Regions from separate parts of the Mus musculus genome. Here region 1 is linked to region 2. A link is a contact called in public promoter capture Hi-C data. All regions are on one chromosome and are shown on one strand. Each heading gives the region's core, a stretch centred on a gene start, on an enhancer-like site or on the middle of the called end of the contact. The rest is flanking DNA. Distances are from core to core; before and after follow the strand shown. Region 1 holds the start of Fam168a (family with sequence similarity 168, member A). Region 2 holds the start of Serpinh1 (serine (or cysteine) peptidase inhibitor, clade H, member 1).

Region 1 (4,923 bases), core at 1,534-4,033, 1.4 Mb before region 2:
CCAAAAAGTGGGAGTGGGTGGGTAGGGGAGTGGGGGGGGGGTATTGGGGGACTTTTTGGATAGCATTGGAAATGTAAATGAGGAAAATACCTAATTAAAAAAAATTAATTCAAAAAAAAGACATTTCTAATTCCATGGATAATCCACCCTCTAAATGGGCATTTTTATGTGTTCGATTATAAATACCAAGAAAAATGCTTTGCTTTCTAGCTGAACACTAAAACGTTAACAGAAAAAAGAAAGTATTTTTAATTCCCATTGAGATCAATTTTATCTCCTTTCCATTTCTCCTCTTTTTTCCCTAGACTACACTCTAATCAACAGCCACGTCAAGTTTAACATATTAGAGTTAATGAAATTAAACCTGAAAACAGTCTTCCTGAAGACATACCCTCCTTACATTCCTCTGAGCCTTCCAACCCCAAGAATAAACTCATCGACAACCTTTACATCAAATTTCTGATGAACAGATGCAGTTATTCTCTTATGCAGTGTGCCTACATCAACAGCATCCTCTTAACAACAAAATATGGTTGCATGTTACACTTTTTATTCACACCTGACAGAATTCTGATCACCTGAATTTCTCTAGAAGAAAATTCAATTTGTAGAAACAGCCCAATTATTTAAAAGCTTATCATGTCAAGAGAATCGAATGAAAAATTCCATCAGTACCAAACCATCTCACCAAAGAATGAATATTTATTACATTTCTATATTTCCTGTCTTCTCTCTGTTTACATAAAGTGATGGTGCCAAGACTCATCTCAGGATTATTAGCCTGCAATACAATGATGGGCCTAATTGCCTTGCAAACCAGGACACCAATAAATGGAGACTTCAAGCAATCAATTTTATTGGGGGGAGGTGGGGCTTGCTAACCTCTTTCTGCATACATGCACCTTGCCTGCCTAGAAAATAAATTCAGTCTTCCTATTTTTCAGTCTCATTAATCAGTTCTCAAGCAAGAATGCACCCTTAACAACCTCAAGTTCATCAAAGTCTATTTAAATTCCAAATTCCGGGACTAGTTTCAGTTTACCAGGGGGAGGGGGAAAGGAGAAAGCAGAGACAGTTTCACCTTCTCCCACCTTTGCTTTGAGAGCCCCCAACTTTCCCTTTTTGACATAGGAACTGCAAGACTCCCCACTCTCCCTTAATTCTACCTTAAATGGCTCTCTCATAACTTTACCCTTGGGGCTGCTATTTCCAGACAATTCCAACGTAAAACAAAAAGGTCAAATTGATAGCATGAGATATCCTCTAGGAGAATCTTTAATGTACCTTCTCTGTCCCCTGTGAAGACCCTTCTAATGGTCTTGTTATTACTGTCTCTCACCCAAGCAGCTGATGTAAATGTTCTAACCCCTAAACCTCTGGTGTGTCTTGGAGGACATCTTAATCCTTCCTTTCCTAAATAAACTGACCCACTCCATCCCCGCTGCCACCTCACCACAGGTAACCAGCTTATCACAGACATTTCTTCTGCAAAACTGGCAGAGAGACATTTTCTTTATGATACCATCCACTAACCTTGCTCGACACCTGCCAGAATTATTTTAGTTGAGTCCAGCTGAGTAGTCTGACATATCCTCTACCTCCAACTTCCGCTCAGGGGAGCCACCTTGTTCCTTCCAGAGACTCTAAACTCATCCTAAATCCTTTTCCACTGAGCCCTCATCCCCAATTTCAATCCCTGTCTTCCTATTTGGGGCCCAACTTACAATTCACTCCCTCCTGTCAGCTTACCTCATCCATCCATCTCCTGTAGTTGGAGGTCTCATCACTACCAGTCCAAATTCAAACCTCCAGCAGCAGCCTACCTCAAGAAAACCCCAAACAATTCCTACCTCTTCTGTTCTCTCCAAGCCCTATTTCCGTAAGTATTCACAAATTCCATCATCCCCAGAAGACAACAGCCCATTTCAAGCTGGGGTCTCAACCCATGCCAAAGCCCTCACCCCCAGCTCCTACCATCTCCATCTTCCTTCCCCAGGTCCACCCCAAGTCCCACCTTCCAAAATTAGCACTCCCTAGAGTCCCATCCAACGTTTATATCCCACTGGCATTGAAATCATCTCCTTAGCCCCCACCCCGCTCTGATCACAAGCTGTCAACTGCTTCAGGCCAACCCCAAATCATCACCTTCATTCAGTCCCATCCCCCATTAAAAGACATCCCACTCCAATCTCACCTTCCACCTCGCCCCAAGACAATCCCAAATTCCACCTCAATACCCTACACACCCCATGCTCCTATCCCTGGTCTGGTTATCCCTCCATGTAAAGTCCTACCCCCTCACCCCCCTCCGCTACCCTCCCTGACCTGCTGCTGTCCCACCCTCACCCCACTCCCAGCCCGCGTACGGACAAGTCTCCCCCACCAGCCCGCCGTTCCATCGCCACCTCGGTCCCCTCCCCCAAGCCGGCGCGGGGGCCCTACAGCCCCCACCCTCGTTCTCCCCGGCGCCACCAGCCCTGGCTCCACGGGAGCGGGCCGGGGGGCGGAGGGGGGGTCTCCTCACCGGCGAGCTGCTGCAGACGAAAACCGCGGCGGCCGCAACTGAAGCGGCGATGCCCTTGTCTTCTCTGGAGGCTACAGCGGCGACGCTCTCGTTCCCTCGTCCGTGTCCAGTAGGGTGGTGGATGGCGCGCAGGGACGGGAGCCTCCTCCTCCTTCTCCTCAGCTACTCAGATCTGAATCCTCTGCAGTAGCCGCGGAGAAACCCGACAGTGGGGGAAGGGGACGCTCGGCTGCAGGCAAGAGAGGAGGAGGCGGAGGGAGGGGGCGGGGGACCGCTGAGAAGGGCGGGGGAGGAGGAGTCGGCGCGCTGTCCCGACACGTCCCACAGCCTCCGAGCTCTTGAACTACAACTCCCGGCATGCTCTGCCACGGCCCTGCGCGGCCTGGTTCTCCCAACCCTGCTCCGGTCCTGGACCGCACCCTCTTGGGTCACAGACAATGGACTCCCACGGGCTTTTGTAAACTCAAAGGCCTCTTGGGAGGGAAGTTGGATATTTCCGCAGCCTCATCTCCATGAAGCAAAACAACCTACACATGCACTCTTTTCCGCCCAAGGGACTACACCTCCCAGCATGCCGCACACAGTTTCCCATTCTCTCCTTCCGGACCCCTCTCAGACCCGGTACTACAGTTCCCAGGAGTGTGGTCCTTGCGAAATGCTGGGACATGCAGTTCTCAGTCCTTCCTCCATGTTAAGAAAAAAAGAAGTGAAAGAGAGAAAAAGGGGAAGGACTATTCCAACCCACTGAGCTTGGGCCTAGATTGGCTACATCACCTGTAATTCTGTACTCTCCTCGCCATCTCCGTTGTCACTGTCTCGCCAGAACTAATGCTGCATCAGCTTCCCTGGCATCCCTGAAAATCAGAGGACAAGTCTGCAACTTAAATCCTCATGTAAAAAGCACATTTGTTTACATTTACATTACTTATAAGTATTTAATCTAAAAAGATTATCAAAAATTTTTGGAAAACAATGCCCACGGTTATTATAGGAGGTTGTTGAATATGAGTTGAGAAGGATGTAGATATTCATCAATAGAGGGCTGATTTAATAAATAGTGATGTATGTATTCAACGTAATGCTAAGCAGCCATTTAAAATGATGGTAAATATCTTTAGACATGAAAGGCTTTTCACAATTTCTTGTCAGAGGGGCAAATTGATAGCAAAAACAGCAAGATTAGACAGGTTCGATTTATTTGAAGTTCGAGGATATAAAAGCGTAAAGATTTCAGTGAAGAGATTCTCCAAAATGTTATCAGTGATTATCTTAAAGAAAGAATTGTTAGGTTTCAGGTTCCTCTTATCTTTTATACTGTCTGAATTGTTTAAGGAAGCACACACCGTTTTTTAAACATAAAAGGTTATTTCATATGCATACACACACACACACACACACACACACACACACACATGCTTGCACGCACACACACAGATACAGCTATAGATATTCCAAATACAACAACCTCTTGATTTCCCACCTACAAACTTTCCTTGGGTCTTGTTTACCTAAACAGTGTTTCAGGACTGTGTGTCTACCTTTCTGTAAATCCCACTATTAAAATAATGGTAGTTGTGTACTGTATTAGTTACTTCTCTGGTTGCTGAGACAAAATACTTGATAAGAGCAATTTAAGGAAGGAAGGAAGGAAGGAAGGAAGGAAGGAAGGAAGGGTTTACTGTAATTTACAGTTTTATCTTAGGGAAGATAAGTGTCAGGTCCAAAAGAAATTCAGGACAAATAGTGACCTGTGGTGCCTGGCTATTAGCATACCAAAGAGCATTCTGACCTCCATGCACCGCTTAGTGATCCCTCAGTTTCATAAGAACCTGTTACAGACTCCTTGGCTCTAACATGACCCTAAATTTCTTCAGTTCATGGGCTTCCCCCCCCCCCCCCGGCTTCTCATTATCCTATAACCCTAATATTTGGGCTCTCTTGGCCTCCTCTCTCTTGCCCCTCTTTCTTGGTAAGCTCTTTCTCTTTCTTTCCCTGCCCCACCTCATAGCCAAGTCCATTCTGTTGGCCATGTTCATTCTACCACTCTTCTTTCTGCTCTGGATTCTTCCAGATGCCTCGAGCTGAACTCTCCCTCAGACCTACAGTAAAATCTCCCACTGAGCCATAGCACAGAACTATTACGTCATCAGTGTAAGCAGTAAGGCCCCAGGAGCAGGTCACGTGAGAGGGAGATGCTTGTTCTCTCTTTCATTCCATCTAAGAACCCCATCCCGTGCACTGCCCATATTTAGGGTAAGCCTTCCCACCTCAGTCAGCCTAATCTAGATAATCCCTCCGACATGCGTAGAGATCTGTTTTTCCACAGTAATTCTAAATCCCATCAAACTGACAAGATTAGCCATCACAACTACAATTTATGGAAGAACATAAAGTTAGCA
Region 2 (4,752 bases), core at 1,457-3,956:
GGACCTGTTTGAATCTCCTCCCACTCCCTTCAAAAGAGGCTTTCTCTGGAGCAAGCTGCCTGGAGAGTGGGGGAAGGGCTCCAGTGTCTGGGGCTGGGCTCCGAGCTAAGAATAATGTGGCCAAGGCTCTCGACATTTTTTTGCTGATGTTGGAAATTTAAAGGAGCCATGGCCTTTTCTTTTCTAAGGAGATTGAGTCAGCCGATTCCCACGTGTCCGTCGTTGGCCCGGCTAAGGCTTCCACCCGCTACCTTCTTTTATGCCAGACCCCGGGCTGGGAGTTAGGGACTCAGAGGGAGGAGGGTGAGACCTCTCCCACCCTTTCAAAGTCCCCAGTGACTTTCACTAACAATCTGGGTGAGATAGCTTAGACACCCAGGAGGCACAGCAGCCCAACAGGCATGGAGGAGGCTTCTGGCCAGGTGAGCTACACAAGGGTTCTGTGATGCTGCAGGAGGGCCCCAGCCCTACACCCACCCGGCTCCCGGATTCAGCTCCACTGACTGCAAATGGAGGGCTTCCGTCTCTACTCTACTCTTTCACTCCTACGAGGGATCTGGATTTGTCTAACACAGGGAGCCTCAGTTTACCCTCTGCAAAACAGGAAAGTCATAGTTCTCTTAGCATCCCCTCCCAGTGCTAGCCCGGATGCTTTCAATGGAGGCCTGGATGCTGGCAGATGGGAGAGCAGAGCGAAGTGGGGGTGGGGCTGTAAGGGATTTTTACACTAGACCTGTGGATAACCCAGCAAACCTCCACACCACCACCACCCCCAGCTTGGATGCACACTGCTCCTTCAGCTCACAGCCTACCAACTGAATTCCAGAAGACCCCAAGAGCCAAGACGAGGATGATAATAGAAAGGGGGTCTGGAATCTAGGTGGAATCCTTTCCTAGCAAAGATTTATTCACATAAGCAGTACATAGAGGATGCAGGAGGACGGGAAGGAGAATCAGCCACCACAAAGATGGATACCGCCCTCCTTTTGCCTACAAAGTTTGCTCAAGATCAGATCTGTTCTACAAAACAATAGCGGCTGCCAGGTCACTGTTCTTAGAGAGAGGCAGGCCCTTGCCTTTGGGGGACATTCATAAGGATACTAAGTTTGCAGATAGGGACGAAGTCCTAAGCGTTTACCTTAGGTTTACCTTGACCCAGTGTCTCCAGCATCCTGGGCCATCAGGCATGTGACGCTAGGCCTGGTACCATGATTTTTTTTTTCTTCTTCTCAAGACCTTTGACTCTGAGATCCTACCAAGCTAAGATTCCTTCACGAAGTTCAAAGACGTTGTGGGGCTTCTGAATGATATTATCATCTGTGGCAGTCACTTGCAAATCCGTATACTCTCTGATCCTTTGATTGGGGTCTAAGTCTATTAGGATCTAATATTTCCCTCAGCCCGAAGTGGGGAAGGCTGGGGGTCCATTCCCTCCCCCACTGTTCTCTATAACTGCAGAGAACTCATCTTTTGGGATGCTGAGTGCAAGGATACATCTGTTCCACAGGCTCTGCATCTGGGAGAAAGAAAATACTTATGAGTCTGTTGATTGAATGTGAGTGAATGCATACAGGGTCTCTCTGGGGCTGGGGCTGGGGCTCAGTGGCAGGATGCTTTCTTTCCTGGTTTTCCTGAGGATCTGGGTTCCAGCCCCAGTGCACTGAAAAGAGGGGGAAAAGCCTCTCACTCCACCTCCTCTCTAGTGATGTCCATCTGTTGTCTGTCATTCCACTATCAGAAGATAGGAGGATCCTAAAACAACAGGCCTCACCTACTGAATTCCCCACTAGCTGCACACACCCCTCACAAAGGAGGTCCTGAAGGCAGGGACTTTGCCCAGTTGTGCAGATTTGTGCATGACACTAGAATAGTAAAGAATACTATCAGTTAACTCAGGGCTCAAGAAGCTATCTCAGTGTAAGAGGTGGGGTGGGGCGGGAGAGCCTGAGATAGTGAGACCCTGAGCCCCAAGAGGCAATGGAGATAGGGAGGGAGGGAAGGAGATAGCAGGGATGACCCATTTGAGACGGAGAAAGGGGCAGTTAGGACTTAACATCAACCAAGGGTACTGGCCCAGAAGGAAAGTCACACAATGCTGTATTTAATTCATCCAGGATGTTCCCTGCTGTATACTACTTCATGTCCAGTGGAACCACCTAGGTGTCTGTCTGAAATCAGTTCAAGACTTGGTTGCCAGGGTGAGGGTCCAGCTAGAATTCTCAGGGCCTCTCCTCCCCAGGGATGTTTCAAGGGTGAACCCTGGTTTGGAGAGGGACCCCTGCCTCTGACTTTTTCCTAAGGCAAAGGAGAGGGCCCCTGACTAAGGAGTAGCATCAGGGGTCCCTGATTAAAGCTTGATAACAGTAGGCAATGGATCTACTGGGGCAGAGCAGGGTCATGTGGGGCAGAAGGGATATGTGATCAGAGCAGGCTTGTGTGGGCAACCCCGAGAAGACGACAACTCCAGTCCCCGAGCGCAGGACTTTGGAGCCTGTCTGCCTTCAGTTCACTCTCGAGTCTAAACCCTGCTTTTCCACGTCCAGGACCGCGGAATCCCAAGAATGCCCTGGCTCCCAAGGTCTAGCTGGTGCGGGAGGAGAGTCCCCTCTACCTAGTAGGGCGAGGGGGCAGTAGGACCCAGGGGCTGGGAGAGAGCCCGCAGGCACAGGGGCGGGAGCCAGGGTGGTTTGGGGGAGGTCTTTGGCTTTTTTTCTCCTCTCCGAGCCACGGCGCCCTCCGGAAGCGTTTCCAACTTTCCAGAAGTTTCTTGGGACAGGCAGGAGGGGGTGGGGCCAGCCATATATAGATCCAGGGCCCGGGGCAGTGAGCTGAGCAGAGCCTGTCTGAGGAGCGATTGCCCTGTCGGTCCCGGAGCAGCCCAGCCCGGCCCAGGTGAGGGGCGGGAGCGGCCGGGCGATTTGGGGTTGCGCATTGGCCAAGGGGGAACGGATCGCTCCAAAGCTTGGGGTCCTGACACAGGTGGGCAGTGAAAGATCGGACTTGGAACTGTCACTTGCCTGGGTTCCCTGGAGCTGCGGTCTAGTACGCGGACTGCCTGGTAAAGTACGGAGAAGTCTCAGCTCGGGGAAGGTTAAAGGTGGTGAGAGGGAATGCGTAGAGCTGGGACTAAATGCTGGTGACCTTCTGCACAACTGAGAGGGGAGGGGAAAGACCTGACTGTCCCATCGTCCACGGGGAAGGGCCAGCTCTGCAGTCCCTAACTCAGGAGTGGAGGCCCAGGGACCCGCAGTGATTGATCCCAGACCAACCTCCCCACAGGCTGTGTAGGGGCCTCTGAACCTAGCACAAGAGGTGTAGACTTGGTGTCTCATCTCTAGCTGTTAAGGACCCCCTTGCTTTGGGGAGCAGTCGCTTTTTAATCAGTATCCTATGTGGAAGGTGGCCGGACTTGACCAATTAGTTCTGCTTTCACCTCACCCGAAAGGGGTGTCGTCAGGGTCCACAGGCCCTGGGTGACTTGAGTCACCCTGGTCCTTCCGTCCACCCATCTGGTTCCTGCAGGGCGAGGACTTCCTCTGAGGCTTTGAGGTATCCTGCCTCCAGCTTGGGGGACATTCCTGAGCCTCCAGACGAAAGGAAGAAGGCATCCATTCCCTGTATGGTCTAACGGCCTAGCTATCAACTTCCTGTGCTTCCTTCTGGGCCCTTTGGCATCCAGGGCACGCATGGAGGCCCTTGGAAAACTGGGGGCTTTGGTTGCCTGGAAGTAAGGCCGAGGCCACACCCTACTCTCTGATAGTTCTGTACCCATCCCCCATTTCCGTCTGGTCCTTTGTCTCTCTCCGAGGATTCCCTGCCGAGGTGTTTTTGTAGTGGGTTGCTGTGTAACAGGACTCCACAGTGGTCGGCCTGGGAGCTTTGCTGAAGGCAGAGCCCCCGGGAGAAAGCCTGACCTGCTTGAGCCGAAGAGGCCCAAGCTGGGCCCTGGTTTCTGCCTCTGCAAAAGAGGTCATCCACCTCCTTACTCCGGGTACCCACTGGGGACTGGGCCCGACCGGCCTCTGCTCCCCACGTCTCTAGGGGTTCCCATTTCTTCACTCTTCTGTTTTCTTTCAGAATGAAAAAGGCAGGCAATGATCTCCCTCTGAGGCCCTTTCAAGGTACTTTAGACCCACCAAGTGTCTGAGAAACCCCCTGGTGCTCCTCCCTGCCTCCTGGCATCTGCTCCCCTTACAGGCTTCCCATCACAGGCTCCCTGGCCCAGTGGTGGACACGGCCTTTGGCTCTGTGATATCTTATATTTTTTTGGTTTTGTTTTGATGGTACTGTAAAATGTCTAACCTTGGCCGGAGGGCTGGCGTTTCCCTGTGGCAGATGGGCTGGGCTTGCCTGTGCAGATGGGCTGCGGGAGGTTGGCTTGCTTGCAGAGACTTGCCTACTTTCATCCCTAATGCTGGGCTTAACGGGGTGGCCCTTCTCCCCAGCCCTGCCTGCCCCCTCAGATTTTTGAGGCACAGTTGTAAAACTAAAACCCCTGAGGCTCCTGGATTCCCCCGGCAAATCCTCCTCACCCCAGGTTCCCAAGCCAGGCCTCCAGGTTCTTACCCTCGGCTGGCCTATGGAGATAAAGCAGCTTTTGCCTGCCACGTCACCAGGGGCCTTGCGGCTGCCAGAGGAATCCCTAACTAGTCATTTGGAGCTTTTTGGAGAAGCCCCTCCCAGCCCCTGGTTGGCTGAGCGTGGGGGCTGTCAAGATGGTGGGTGCCACGTGGCAGGGTTAGGTTTCCCTTC

What was found. Promoter capture Hi-C pulls out the DNA fragments that hold promoters and counts their contacts.
Region 1: a promoter capture Hi-C map of liver shows a contact between it and region 2, with 4 times the contacts expected there. The contact joins the promoter of Fam168a here to the promoter of Serpinh1 in region 2. A contact is called at or near these places in 2 of 39 promoter capture datasets (both in liver).

What each region holds. Positions count from the first base shown.
Region 1 is chr7:100,704,495-100,709,417 of GRCm38.p6, reverse strand. It overlaps Fam168a (family with sequence similarity 168, member A), which reads right to left and starts at 2,783. Exons shown (of 9, transcript NM_001362169.1): 1 at 2,525-2,783.
Region 2 is chr7:99,351,193-99,355,944 of GRCm38.p6, reverse strand. It overlaps Serpinh1 (serine (or cysteine) peptidase inhibitor, clade H, member 1), which reads left to right and starts at 2,706. Exons shown (of 5, transcript NM_001111044.1): 1 at 2,706-2,892.